Linked DNA regions of Zea mays: region 2 is linked to region 1. Evidence: chromatin contacts called from public Hi-C data. All regions are on one chromosome and are shown on one strand. Each heading gives the region's core, a stretch centred on a gene start, on an enhancer-like site or on the middle of the called end of the contact. The rest is flanking DNA. Distances are from core to core; before and after follow the strand shown.

Evidence for each region. Hi-C and Micro-C count contacts between places; a contact is called where the count stands out from the background.
Region 2: a contact with region 1 is called in a Hi-C map of bundle sheath, with 4 times the contacts expected there. The contact joins the promoter of LOC100282151 here to the promoter of LOC103635295 in region 1. A contact is called at or near these places in 6 of 25 Hi-C or Micro-C datasets (bundle sheath, ear, leaf and 1 more).

The regions. Positions count from the first base shown.
Region 1 is chr8:66,364,831-66,372,043 of Zm-B73-REFERENCE-NAM-5.0, forward strand. LOC103635295 reads right to left here and starts at 4,706. Exons shown (of 5, transcript XM_008657787.4): 1 at 3,943-4,706; 2 at 3,750-3,814; 3 at 1,765-3,510; 4 at 1,567-1,684; 5 at 637-1,436. The coding sequence starts at 4,105. The coding sequence ends at 790.
Region 2 is chr8:66,504,276-66,511,488 of Zm-B73-REFERENCE-NAM-5.0, forward strand. It overlaps LOC100282151 (ribosomal protein S11 containing protein), which reads right to left and starts at 4,581. Exons shown (of 3, transcript NM_001155063.2): 1 at 4,162-4,581; 2 at 2,687-2,823; 3 at 1,880-2,582. The coding sequence starts at 4,311. The coding sequence ends at 2,111.

The DNA.
Region 1 (7,213 bases), core at 3,456-5,955:
AACCTTGCCTCATGCCTCATGTGTAATTTAATGTATTATCCATCTGACCCATGTTGTGCCTCCTAGGAAATATGTATCTGAAGGTGTTGAAGCCTCTGCTATTGATGCTAAGCCATCCCATGCAGATCCAAATCTGACCTCTAGTCCAGGTGTAAAAACAAGAAGCATGTCTTCTCTTTCTCCAACTAGCCCAGGTCCTACAACAAGGAGGATGGCATCAATCTCACCTGGGGGAATTAATCGAAGGCTCATTATTAGCTAGATATGTTACATGTCCTTCTCTATTTTGTGTGAGCATGGCTGTGCAAGAGTGGGCGCTTTTGTGTGTAAATATTTTGCCGCTGTGCAACACTGATAGATTGTGTTTGTGGTACTTCTGTTGTCAAAATTGCAAGAACTGTAAGCTGCAATTTAGGTACTGAAATGACAACAAAGTTCAGTTATATATGTACTGAAATGTTATGTTATATCCTGGGCATATCCTGCTGAAATCATGTCCTCTTTATTTCTGTAATGTTGCTGAAATGAGAGTTGCAACGCATCTATATTACTGCTGGAATGATTATGGATTGTAGCTATATTTACTTTTTCTCACCAAGGAAATGGTCACAGATAACTGAGAGATAACAGAGATGGTAAACAGCTATGAAGTGCTATCTTTTAATGGTATATTTCAATACATCAATCTTTTGATGGTACATAGCTATAGATGGGATCTTTTAATGGTATGGATCCAATTTTACCAGATTTATATGTCTTCATGTTACACTGTTACAGAAATATATTTAGTCACCAACGCCTGAACACATCTGCTCCAATTTCATCTATTAGGTCCTGGACCAGATCCTGCTCAATCTGGGCCCCGATCTGAACCGCTTCGAGCATGGAAGAACCCATGCCGGCCTCCACGGCGCGCTCCACCTCGCCCACGGCCAGCTCGTCTAAGCCCTTCCCAGCCGCGCCACAGCACCTCGCGACCTCCTTCCCGACCCTGTCCGCAAGCCTCTTCTCGGTGCAGACCAGAGCGAGCAGCTCCGAGAACGACCTGTAGCCGGAGTCGCAGAGCCGAGAGCACGTCGAGTCCAGGCAGTCCCAGACGCAGTCGAGCGCGAGGTTCCTCAGCGGGCTCGCTCCCTTGCCCTCGATGGCGGTGCTGCCGAAGCCCTGCTTGGAGCCGGCCGTCAAGGCGGCGAGAGCGCGCTCGGTCGTCCGGAGAAGGAACGCCTTGGGTGATTCCTCTGGTTTACGTGGAGTAGTGGACGCGCGGACGTTTGCTAGCAGCAGTTCGACAGATGTTGTGATCGTAGCCTCCCCAGCGTGGGGTTCAGATGTCTGAAATTGGACGCCATGTTGGCCAGAGTTGTTAGGATCGCCGCCTCTGGGGTTTCTCTCGGCAGCTGTATCTTGCCATGGATGGCTGGTGGTGGAGGTAGCTTCTGCTGGGAAGAGTTGACGACAAGAAACTATCAGAGCACAACTCAAATAGTCATAGCAACATAGCTAGATTATTGTCAGCACACATACACAGGGAAAAAAAAAGAAGCTTCCTGTTTCTTTAGACTTTACCTGCAGTACGGCGTGGAATACCAGGAACGCAGGCATCACCAGCATGTCCAGAGTGAGGAGTAGATGTAGGACTGGATATACATGGAGATGGAGATGGCTTGCTACCTTTTGCACCAGCCTGCAGATGGTAGCGAGCAAGGAAATTTTCTGTCAGACAATAGGTTGTGGTTTTCATCAGAATCACACAAGAGTACTGACCGCATGTTTCTTCTTACGAGTTCCACGCAAGCTAGCCACTTCATAAGGGTCTTTGTTGTCGTAAACCGCACAGTCCAGCGAGTTGCGCTGCCTGAGCAGTCCCTCACTTAAGGATTCCTCTGTAACTTGGCCACCACTCTTCTTCCCAGACAAAGAAGAGGCTGCTGTACCACCAAGAATCACTCTATTCTTCACTTCATCTTGGCTGGAGAACCCGGGTTCAGTGTGCGACGGATTTGATGTGCGCTTCAAATCTTCCCAGAAAACTATCTCTCCTTGAGGACACGTCTTCTGACAGTCTCTACGAGAGCGTCTCTCAGGGCAACTATCAACTTGAACAGCGGTACCAGCTCCAGTTCCACTAGCACTGTCACCACGCGCAGCTTTCACCGGTGAACCGGAAGTGAGAGAGATGGTGCCTGGTTCTTTGTTAGCCCTTGAAACGTTGTGTGGCACTGTCTGTCTCTGTAAACCACTTCTTGCACGGTTTGGACTGGCAGGCTTCGGCTTCTCGCTGATTAACCCTGCTCCTTTTGCAGTTACCATAGCTTTTGGTGTTCCAGTCCTCAGCTCCAGCTTGTTAGAGGTTCCACCATGAAGGCTGCTGGCTCGGCAACCTTTCGTGCTCATCATGTTCCTGTCCTCTGCACTACAACGTGGCTCGCCGAATCTATCAAGCGCCTTTCTTTTCGACCTCAAAGACGCACTGCCATCCATCCTTTTGTTCAGAGAAACGAAGTCCTGGGTTCTGTTTCTCACGTTTCGCTCCCCGCTTCCATGCTTCTTGCTTTGTATCACACACCCTGGATCTGCCGCGGGCAGTGCATTCTGCTTCAGGTTGTTTTGCTTGAGAGGGCCACGAGGAGCACTGTCCCGGGATATGTTGCTCTTCAGCTGTTCTCTCGGTGCGTCTTGGTTTGTATCAGCGAATCCAGCGGCCTTCTCAGTTGAGCCGATGAGCAAGTACTCAGGTTGCAACTGACATGATGTGCTCTGGTCTGACCTCCTACTCGGTGGAATGCTCTTCTTACAAGTATCTTCTTCAGTCCTCCGATTAGAAATAGAGTTGTGCAGAGAGGCAGCTCCTAGATTGTGAGCACCTGATGCCGGTATGTCAGCATCACAAATATTTCTCAAGAACTGATCGGAGACATTATGTCGGACAGCAGCAGCAGCAGCAGAACTGGGCGCACCATCACCGTTGCTGCATGGGTATTCCAGATACGCATGCCTCTTAGAGAGACGGCGGTTCCTGGACTGCAAACCAGGCTCCAGAACCCTGACCGCTGCTTCGATCAGCCGAGCCCTGTTCCTGCTTGACAATGACCTTGGGCTCTTGACAGGCGAGGCTGCTCTGTGTGCATGCCTTCGTGGCCACAATGGCCGTGTATCTGGAGCACTGAACTGACCTGCATTGCCATGGTGCCGATCGTCTACGGGCTGCTGCCTTGTCTTCTGCTGCTGCTGCTGCTGAGGTGATGTGTATATGCCACGAGACGAACCAGACCGATCTTGACGGCCTGAATTCCAGTGGTCACCGGGTTCAGGGGAGTTTGTGGTGGCTCTGGTCTGCCGTTGATGGCTCGCAGCAGCCGGCATCGAGCTCAGACCCATCAGCCGGGCAACCACCCCGGGAGCACGCATTCCATTCTCGCTGCAGTTTCTGTCTTGGCCAGGTTGTGGCTGTGGGTAGTGACTGGTGCCGTTGCATTCAGTTCTGCTTCTTGAGTAATCTGCAGAATCAATCTGAAGGGGAAAAAACATGAAAGAGTTTAGAGCTATTGGGGAACAAAACGAACGGTAAAATGTCTCGGGGGGCAGGAGAATTTGGCACTTCAGCCATAGATTGTTGCAGAAACCAGAGGTCCCAAGATATCATGGCGAGTTCATCACAAATTCAAAAACAGAAATTCGAAGGAAGAGTGCCGTTTCACCACCAAAACATCTAAGACGAAGAAAAATAAAACGGGGTGAGTGTGCCGTACCAGAAGGGGCCTCGTCTTGTCGCCGCCGGCCAGCGGTCTCCCAGGAGAGAACTTGTGCGCGCGCACTGAAACACCGGAGACGAAAGCTTACGAAAAGCGGCGGATTCGCATAGTTGCACGAACCACGAAGGGGGGGAAGGGGATTGTTTGCGCGGAGAAAGGACAACGCAGTACCGTCGCGATCTCAACTCACCTGGGGGCAGCAGCTTGCTCTTCTTGGAGGACGAGGAGAAGAGCTTCCTCTTGGCGAACATCTGGAACAGCGCCGCCACGCGCGACGGCGCCGGCTTCTGCCGCTCGGTGATCGCCAGGCCGCCGCCGCCGCCGCTGGGCGCGGAGGCGGTGCCGCTCTTCATGTCCCCGCGCCACGACCAAAAAGAGAAACTAAAAACTCAATTCTCCCCAAGCCTTGTGCTGCAATGCGTCTCCTCTAGAACCTCGGATGTCTCACTCCCTTACAGACGTCGAAATAATAAATGCAAACAAGCAAAAAAAGATGCTGAACAGACGCTGCAGGTTTCTCTCTCCTCTTGACTTGTTGAGGCATTTATCGCCACCTCCAGTTCTCGACTTGCTGCATGCATCTTGAGAATGAGGGGATCAGTAAATGCCCAAAAGTCCATGCCAGCACCTCCCCACCCCCCATGAACAATCATGGACAGATGCTAGAGAACAAAAGAGAAGCAAAGCCGCTGCTGTGACTCTTGTTCAAGATATGACTACTGGACTGTAACTCCTCTTGAACTCGTCTTATAAACTAAAACTGGGAGGGACTACCAGCAAAAGCAAACGCTCTTTGCAGAGTTGGAGTGATCGAGAGCAAGATAGCAGATTATTTATTTATTCAACTGCTGGAGCCTGGTGAGTGGTGAGTGGAGAACGGAGAGGAGAGGAGGGGGTTGCGAGAAAAGGAAGGGACGACTTGAGGGGGGTCCCGGTGTCTGTTGCAGATATGAAGCGACGTCTCTAAAGGCTATCTCTACTCCCTATAGCAGTAGCAGCTCGACACAGCCAAGACTGTTCTTGTCTGTTTCTTCTCTGCGTGTCACGCGTAGGCTTTACTACCTGAATAGCTCTGTCAGCGGCGACCTTTCTGTGCTGCCGTCTCTCGTTTTCTGCTCCTTTTGCCTGGGCCCCTGGTCTGAACTGTAATACTGATCGAAACATTGTCATATGTAATTCAGATTCAGAGTTTTTTTTTTAAAAAAAGGCAGAGCTTCGCTTAGGTTGAAGTTGAAGCTGAGCGAAAAGTTACACCATCTTTTACCGAAACTTGAGTAGAATCTAAGGGAGAAAGACAAGTAGCTCCGTTCTGCTACCATATATAGTAGTAGTAAACCATACTAGGTGCTCAAGGCACATACGGCGATGGCGCATCTACCTACCTGTGGTTGTTGTTGGATGTCTAGGTAACCGAAGAGTGAGGTCAAAGCAAAGCGAAGGCGGCTGGTTGGTGCTGACGCATACGGAGTGCTATGTTCTTCAGACGGCTACTAGTTTCTTGCGGCGGCAAATTGAAATGGAGTGTACGTCCTTGTTGAGACGGCTAGCCTTGAGTGCTGAACCCACGAAATGGAGTAAGCACGTTCTTGCAGGCGTCCAGACATATATGTTACAGGTCTCCCGGTCAAATGAGGCCTCGTATTATCAGCTTGTTCGCTGCGGCTTGCTGCGGCTGCAATCCGGCTGCGGCTGCGGCTTCTACAGTATTTTTCTCTCTATGGATTGCAGCTGCAGCAATCCAAACAGCTGCAACAGTGTCGGCTTGTAGCCAGCCGAACACGCCCTATATATACAATGTTTGTTTCGTCGGACATTCTTGGACGCAGCGTTGACTAGCAGAAATTTAGAGGCACGGCAACAAGGATTAGCGTTATTGTATATACAAACTGCCGCGCTGTCTCTGTCTGGCACGGCAGCTGCTTTGGGGTGCGTTGATATCATCTTTCAGTCAAGTTCTCAGGACATCTACGCCAGAGGATCGTCTGCAAGAGTCTCGAGTTTAACGTACAAATACAACACCCCCTCCCCCCACCCACCTCCAAAAAACCAGACCGTACAGTCTTGTATTTGTTCAAGGTCAATTATAAGGCCAATTATAAATACTACTTTCTCTATCAAAAAAGACATATTTTTTCGGAAGAGTATTTAAAGTGAAACTTTGACCATTAGTTTTTTTTAAAAATATGATATCAACGAATGCAAATTAAACATCATACTAAAGTATTTTTAAATATAAATTTAAATATATAACATGCCTACTCTAAAAACATATATTTTTTTTTTTGCTAAATTGTTGATCAAAGTTTTAAAACGTTGACTTTTTCTAAAAATATGTGCATCTTATTTTCTAAGATAGAGGGAGTATTATGTTGCATAACTGATCGAACTTAAATATGATCCACATCGACAAGGCAAGTACCAAGAAACAACTAACCGTTCCTTCTTGAACATGACCACTCTCGCGTCTAAAGCCTATCAATCAAGATTATCAAGAGGAATTGAACTGTCAACACAGACTGCAGGGTAACAAGCACAAGCAAATTCCTAAAAACATGCCACCGAGGACGAAATGATTCAGAACCAAGCACAACTAAATCGGTAGGTCCGTTTAGTTCGGCTTTTTTCTGACTATTTTTTTCTGATAATTTTGTTGTGAGAAGAATCTAGCTATGGAGAAAATATAAGTATCGTTGAGATTACATACGGTGGAAGATTAAGGTATCTATAGGGTTCAAGATCTATAAAGTGACAGATTTTTATTGTTACAACGACTAGACTGATTATGTGTTTATGTTAATTTTGGATGGTTTACCAAATCGATTTTTATAAAAAAACATGCTGAAAAATTAGATGTTTGTCGGTCCGCGGTAGTTTTTAGTGGTTAGATACTGAAAAAAACTGAAACAAACAATGCATGTTTCTTGGCATTCGAACTAACTCACATAGGGTCAACCATGGCTAGGTCATAATCATCCAATCCATCTATACAAGAACTGAATTCTACACACACTCACAGCAGAGCTCTGCGGTCAGTAGGCAGTAGCTCTTCAGCAGGGCGTAGGATTTTGTGCGTTTCAGCCGTTTTCTAGGATCCTAATGGTGCAAGTAGCGCTAGGTAGCAGTAGTCCAGTACTGCGTACCACTAGAGATGATAATAGGGACTTGATCCTCGATTCTCCGCGGAGAATTCTCCTAGGGACGAGTATGAGACTTATTTAGTCCCCACGGGGATCTAAATGGAAAAAATTTAATCTCCGTTGGGTTCGCAGGGACGGGAATGGGGAAGCATTCTCGTCCCTGTTCCTCGTGTACCCGCCCTATGAAACTTTTTTTATCCAAGTTAGTCTATTTACTTGTTAAAATTATAGTAAACTCAGTGCATGACATGTTATAAAATAACAAACTAAACTCTAAAGTATATGTCACTTGTAATTTCCAATTTTGTTTGTTAAATTTGTATT
Region 2 (7,213 bases), core at 3,331-5,830, 140 kb after region 1:
CTTCGTGATCCTGGGTGCACTGGAATAGAGCTTGAGCAGTGACCGGCTTCGTCTGAAACCCTTGGAAGCTGGTTAACAACATGTCCTTCAGCTTTTGCCATGAAGTGATCGTTCCTGGCCGAAGGGAGGAATACCAGGTTTGAGCAACACTCCTGACAGCCATAACAAAAGATTTTGCCATGACTGCAGTATTGCCACCATACGAAGATACTGTTGCTTCGTAGCTCATCAGAAACTGCTTCGGGTCTGAATGGCCGTCGAATATGGGAAGCTGAGGCGGCTTGTAGGACGGAGGCCAAGGTGTAGCCTGCAGCTCAGCGGATAGAGGAGAAGCATCATCAAAAGCAAAATTTCCATGGTGAAAATTCTCATACCAGTCATCTTCGTTGAGGAAACCCTCCTGATGAAGGTCTTTATTCTGAGGCCTTCGGTTCTGCTCATCCTGAGTAAGATGACGAACTTCTTCAGAGGCTTCGTCTATCTGCCTTTGCAGTTCAGCTAGCCTGGCCATCTTTTCCTTCTTCCTCTGCACCTGTTGATGAAGCATCTCCATGTCTCTGATTTCTTGGTCTAGCTCATCCTCTGGCGGTGTCGGGCTGACAGCCTTCCTCTTCTGGCTTCGGGCCTCTCGAAGGGAGAGAGTCTCCTGATTGGGGTCTAGCGGTTGCAGAGCTGCAGCCCCAGTTGCTGAAGCTTTCTTCGGGGCCATAGCGAAGGTTTTATGATCGCCGAAGGTGTTCAAAACTCAAAGAGTGGAAGTGAGTTCACCGGAGGTGGGCGCCAATGTTGGGGACTTGTTCTCAAATGCTATGAATTAAGAACAAGGCAACATAAGAAATGTTAGACGTTAAAGCCCTTCGTCCTTCGAAGCATTATCTCCCTTAGGACATAATGATTTTCGGACGAAGGTTATGAAGGACATACCTTCATAAATTCAACATTTAATATTGAAGAAGGAACCATATGAGACACAAAAGATAGCATAAACCATTATGTATTATTATCAACTCATTTCTATATTATATTGTAGAAAAGTAGAAATAATATCAAATTACAAATGTACCTTCGGCTTGAAAGAAGGCGAAAATACAAGCGTGACGCAAAAGCAAATGCCAAGTCAGCGTGAGCAGTACGGGGGTGCTGTTCACCTATTTATAGGCACGGGACACAGCCCATATAAAATTACATCCATGCCCTTTACATTTGGTAGTAATTCTATAGTAATCCACCGAGGTCTGAATAGCCTTTTCATCTTTAAGTCGGTTTCCTTTTTTGCTACCACGCCGAAGCTTTTCTGCTCACATCTTCGGCGCTATATCAACCTTCGTATTATTTGGGCTTCTCCTACTGTGATATCGACTCGAGTCCGAAGATACCTGTTCACACATTATACTCCAGAAACACTGTTAAATCTTGTTTTTGAGGACCTTCGGAAGCCGAAGGCACCCAACAGTCTTGTTTATCAAAATCCTCTTCAGCACTGTGCTGCCAATCGTGCAGTCGAGCAGCCATCTGCATCTGCTACGTAGCCAAATTCCAAACCCCGTGGGCCGAGAAGCTCGGTGCTCCAACCAAACACGTTTGTCCACTGCACGTCTGCACTGGCTGACCGTTCATTTCCTTTTGCTTCCATTCACAGTCGAACATTTTCAGTCATAGGTTTAAGATGGTACCAGGAACTACTTATTGTCTGGGTCTGGGAGACTGTCATCGAGCGAGCTTCTACTGTCAAGAACATTACAAGAACAAGGAAAACAAGCATGACCTCCTTGGAAACGGGAAAGAGATATGAACATTTTCAGGTCATAAGGTGGCAAGAATTAGATCAGACCTTGAGAGGTGAGGTCTCAATGCAAGATCTCATATCATACCGCGGCAGACATTTCAGAACTCAACAGCATTATTACGCAGAATTGTCTATAACTCATCGAGCGAGTAAGTTGCTTCCATACAATACAAGAACAAGGGTAGATTTGCCCAAAACACATGTCCATATTATTACATCAACTAGGCCAACAACACAACGATTACGTTAAGTTTCCGAAAATCACCTCCGACACTTCCCCGGTTCTTTCTTTAAACCCAGCTCTAGTTCCAGTCCACTCCGAAACTACACCCGGCGCTGCTTGGGGAGCCGGCACCCATTGTGAGGAAGCTGGGTCACGTCGTGGATGTACATGATAGGAGATTGGTCCCTCACCCTTTCGCCTCGGAACCCTTCTCTGAAGCTCAGGATCACCTTCTTCTTCTTCTTGAAGAACGAAGCCCCTTTCACCTTCATGACGATGGAGCTCAACCCCATCTTCCTGGCGGACCGTCCGACCTGCTCCGCGACCGCTTCGGAAGCGTATCGGGAGAGACGGGACCGTCCTTTCCTGTCCTCCAAGCAGCCGGCGGAGGCACCCGTCTTTTTGTTCCCGCTGGAGTCTGTCACCGTCACGAAGGTCTTCTTTCTCTTCAGTAGGACGTGGACGAAAGCTCTCTTCTTGGAATACTGTTCGTGGTCCATGGCAAAGGTGCGGAGGTTGACTGTGAAGCCCTCCCTTGAGCTGAAAGGGTTCTGGCCACGGGGTGTCCCAGACCTTTATGTCGAGCCAGAGTGAAGCGAAAATGAGTGATCAGCAAATATGAATGAAATAGACAGATATATGAGTGAGTTGAATTGAAATAAGATTGGCCTACTTACATCGCCGCTCCATTATCTGTGTTGTTGAAGTTGACCTGTGTCTTAGCACGAATATCTTGAGACACAAAACCAGATCTGTTAAAATTCTGACGTGGATCCGTATCTGCAACAACTCCAGACCCAGAAGGTGGGAAACCCTGGATAAACAAAATTGATTCTGTTAAAATTCTGATAAGCAGTGATATTGATGCAATGTGATCTCGGTATTCTATGGTTTACAAGGCATAATATCAATGCTCCGCATGGAGAATGGAAAATGAGGCAAGAGACTGTGCCTAAAACTAGCGACACAAAAAATATACAAACAGTGGAAACGTTGTTCATTCTTTACAGAATGTAACGAAAACAAAAACCTACACTTTTAAAATTAAGGACTCACGTGAAAACATGCTACTCCCTCCGTCCCCCATCTTATGGTCACGAAGGTTTGTCCTAGGTCAATGTTTTAAAACTTTGACCATTAATAACAAAATATTCATAAATATTGACTAAATAAAAATGAAACTATTACATTTATTATCAAAACATCTACCACAATATATAGTTTTTGTAAATTTAAAAATAATTATTTTTATAGATATTGTTGGTCAAAGTTTCAAAATTTTGAATTAGGACAAACCTTCACGATCTTAAGATAGGGAACGGAAGGAGTACATGCTTCCTAATATTATCATCTCAATTTCAAGCTGCAACGCAACAGCTTATAGTTACTTTTCATGTGTATACGACTAGGGTATTCGTGAGCACCTGTGTAGGTTTGGAGGTATGACCGTATGAGAAACCTACAACTATATGAAATATTATGCAAGGGATTGAACATTAATCAATACTATCACCAACAGCCGTAGGCTGTAGCATCAGGGAAATTGGCCACAAGTGGCAGAAAAGTCAATGCTTTTGTGAATAGGATGGAATCAAATTGTATTTCATGAAAAAATACGCCACAGAAAAATCCCTAACCCATAAAAAAGTCCCCAACTCATACAATAATAAATCTTATTTCAATTCAACGTACACTACATACTGCTAGATGGCGAAAAGAGGGCAACTCTATCTTTTATCACAAAATGGGGGGAATTAAATAGGGGTGTTTGGTTCCCATGACTAAAGTTTAGTCTCTCCGGATGTTTGAATACCAGTTACAAATATTAAATATAGTCTACTTACAAAACTAATTACACAGATAAAGACTAAACAACGATACAAATTTATTAAGACTAATTAATCCATATTTAGCAAATGTTTACTTTAGCATCATATAGACGAATCATATACTAATTAGGCTTAATAGATTCGTTTTTCCACTTAGTCCTAATCTATGAATTTAGTTTTGTAATTAGACAATATTTAATCGGATGTTTGACATGGACTAAAATTTAGTCCCTGTTACCTGGGGCTAGATGCATGGTCTCCTTGATTAACCAAATAGATCGAGAACGAAATCAATCAAGAGAGTTGGGTTGATATAGAGATACCCTGTTGTGTCCCGATGCATCTGAGGCAAAGGAACGTGGGAGGAGCTGCCCATGGAGAAACCTTCGCGAAAAGGGATCCTCCGCGGCGCGGCAGAGGCCCGCCCCAAGAGAGGCAGCTCGGCGTAGGGCAAGGCGGGCGGATGAGAACATGGCCGTCTTCCTCGATCTCGTACTTCAGACACAAGAAGAACAAAATTAGAAGTAAGCTAGTAGGCGCTCGGTCTTTTGCATAGCAGCCAGGGAAGAGAAGGGGGTGTGAATACCCGGTCGGCGCTCTTCGCCGGCGAAGGCCTCGGCACCTGGCGTTGGGCGGGGCGGCGGCGGCGGCAGTATCTCAACTAGAGGGAGGGTGGTGGATCAGTGTGGTTGGGCTGAGATGAGATGGGTTATTTTTTATTTTCTAGTTGAAGCCCAACCGGGCTCCACGTTGTGTGCTCGACCTCAACGAAAATAATTAAAGCCCATTAACACAGTCTAGAAACAGACCTATCTTGTTAAGAAACCCTAGTTAGATTATGTGGGAAAATACCACTTATACATTTGAGGAATCTCACGTCTCCATATAAAGGAATATGTACCTCATTATAAGAGAAGAGAAGAGAAAGAGGTCATAGACCCAACCATACATCGTGTCTTCTGTGCGTTTTTACTGTCGTGCTCGTGGAAAGGGAAACATGATCTACACCTTCTCCGCGCCTAATCTACTGACGGAAGGGAAGAGAGTGTATCTGGTGATCCGTGTTAACGTAGTTATTCAACACGTTATCAGCACACTCTACCTCGATGTTACTACGGATCCAATCTGCACTGATTCTTCGTCAAACTGGTAGGTCTCTCGGCCTAGCCGAACTGTCGTACACGACAGACTTTGATTCCTCTACTCAATCGAATGGTATGGTATTTTTCATCGGTAGATTGGTTCTACTCTTAGCGGCAAAAAAAATTCAGGCTTCCTGTAGAAGCCGCAACCTCCCACAAGAACGACGTCATCGTGCCACTAGCCCCGAAGGAGTCACCGATGTAGCGGTCAAATATCCGGGGCGCATCGCCGGTGTTGGGAACAGCGGGTCCAGTGCCCCGCACGCCATAGCCCCTGTTTGTTTGAGCTTTTTCCAGCTTCTGGCCACCAAAAACTGTTGCAGATTGCCAAACGCCTCAGCTTTTCAGCCAGCTTCTATAAGAATCGCTTTGGTAAAAACCGTCCAAAATCAACATGAACACAAAATCGGCCGAATCTTCACGATAGTAGGAATCTGTTGCTTTCTAGATCCTAAACCCTTTGGACCACTTCATCTTTCTCTGCACGTAATCCACACAATACTCAGATTCTTCCCACAGCCAAATTCTCTCCACAGCCAGATTCTCAGAAAAGCTGGTCAGAAAAAAGCTGAACCAAACAGGCATATAGTCTGCAGTATGGCTCGCAGCCTTGTCTCCCGCACCCATCCCGTCGCACGCCGGCACCGTCGATAGGGCCTGCACCCTTGTTGCGCTAGGGCCGCGTCGCGCACCGGAGGAGGGCCCATCCGCGCCTAGCCTAGCCATGTTGGATGGCCCGAGATTTGGGGTACCAGCTCGGGGACTGCTTCTCGCCGTGCAATGGTGTCCACCTGCTCATGCTGCGAGCCACCCGGTGCTCAGAAACCATCAACTAAAAATAATGCATTTAAATTATAGTAGAGAATATAGTAAGGAAATTTTTAAATCAAGTATTTGATTTTATTCATCTTTGGAATGATTTTTGTTTGTTCATAATTGATTGATGCTTGTTTTTGTAAAATTTCTTTTATATAAAAACCCAATTAATTAATATGAGAACTTTGGTAAAAAAATAAATACTTTAATTGTAATATTTTTAGTATAATTATTATGGATTTTTATAAATATTTAAATATATATATATATATATGTATATATATTTATATTTTTGGATACAAGGATAAGAGAAAAAGAGAAAAAGAAAAAAAGAAAAAAAAGAAAACCCTAGCGCCGGTTGGCCAAATCGGTCCAACCAGGCCCATCGGCGTGCGCCCCTCTCCCCTCCTCTCTTCTCTATGGCGCGTGGGCCCGCATGACCCCGCGACCCTTCTTCTTCCCCCCACTCCCTCTCAGCCGCGCGCCCGCGCAGGCGAAACGCTGCACCGCCATCGTGTCCTGGCGTCGGTCCGTCTAGCCGAGCCGCCCACTCCTCTTCTGCGCCAGAAACGACCGTGTCTCTCCCCCACTCCCTCTCCCCTCATAAAGTCGCCGCCATTAATGGCTTTGAAGCCGCCAGCTGCCTCTCCCTCTCCTCGGCGCCCCTTCCTCTCCCCCTCGTCGTCTATAAAAACCGACCGAGCCGGACCTCTCTCCCCTCGCCCAAGCCTCTCCCTCACCTCTCTCTCCCTCGCCCTTGCACACCGACGGAGCCGCCGCCGCCATCCGCGGAGCCGTGCCGGAGCGTCTGTCGTCGCATCGGACTGTCCGCGCCCTCCCCTACCACGCCCCCGTCGAGCCCCTGTTCGGCCGTGCCTCACCGGAACCGCGCCCACACCGTCGTTCCTCGCCGCCGCGCTGTGCCCCCGTGCCAGGCCAACGTCCGTTCGTCACAAGGTTGAAGACAACCCGGAATAATTTTATTAATTTTTGAAATCACGTTTTGAATTAGTTTATGAATTTTGTAATTATTGTGTTGTAATATGGGAGTGTTGTGATTCAGAATTCATGTGTATGTGAATTATTGATTTTTGGGTATATATGCGATAAATTAATGAATTGTTATTAGTCATGTTATTTGTTTATAATGATTTAGAATGTTGGATTAGAAAGAAGTATGACAAAATTTGGTAGACCCGTGTTAGTAGTTAAAACACTAGATAGGTAATTTCATAGTTAATTTGGTTTATGATGAATTTTATAATTTATCTAGAAGTTGATAATCATAGGTTCATTTAGGCTCACTAAATAAACAATGAAAATTTTCTTAACACAGAATTAGTAAGTGATATAGAATTCATAATAATGCAAGTATTATAGTTTAATCAGTGGTTTAATTTATTATTAAATATTTTGA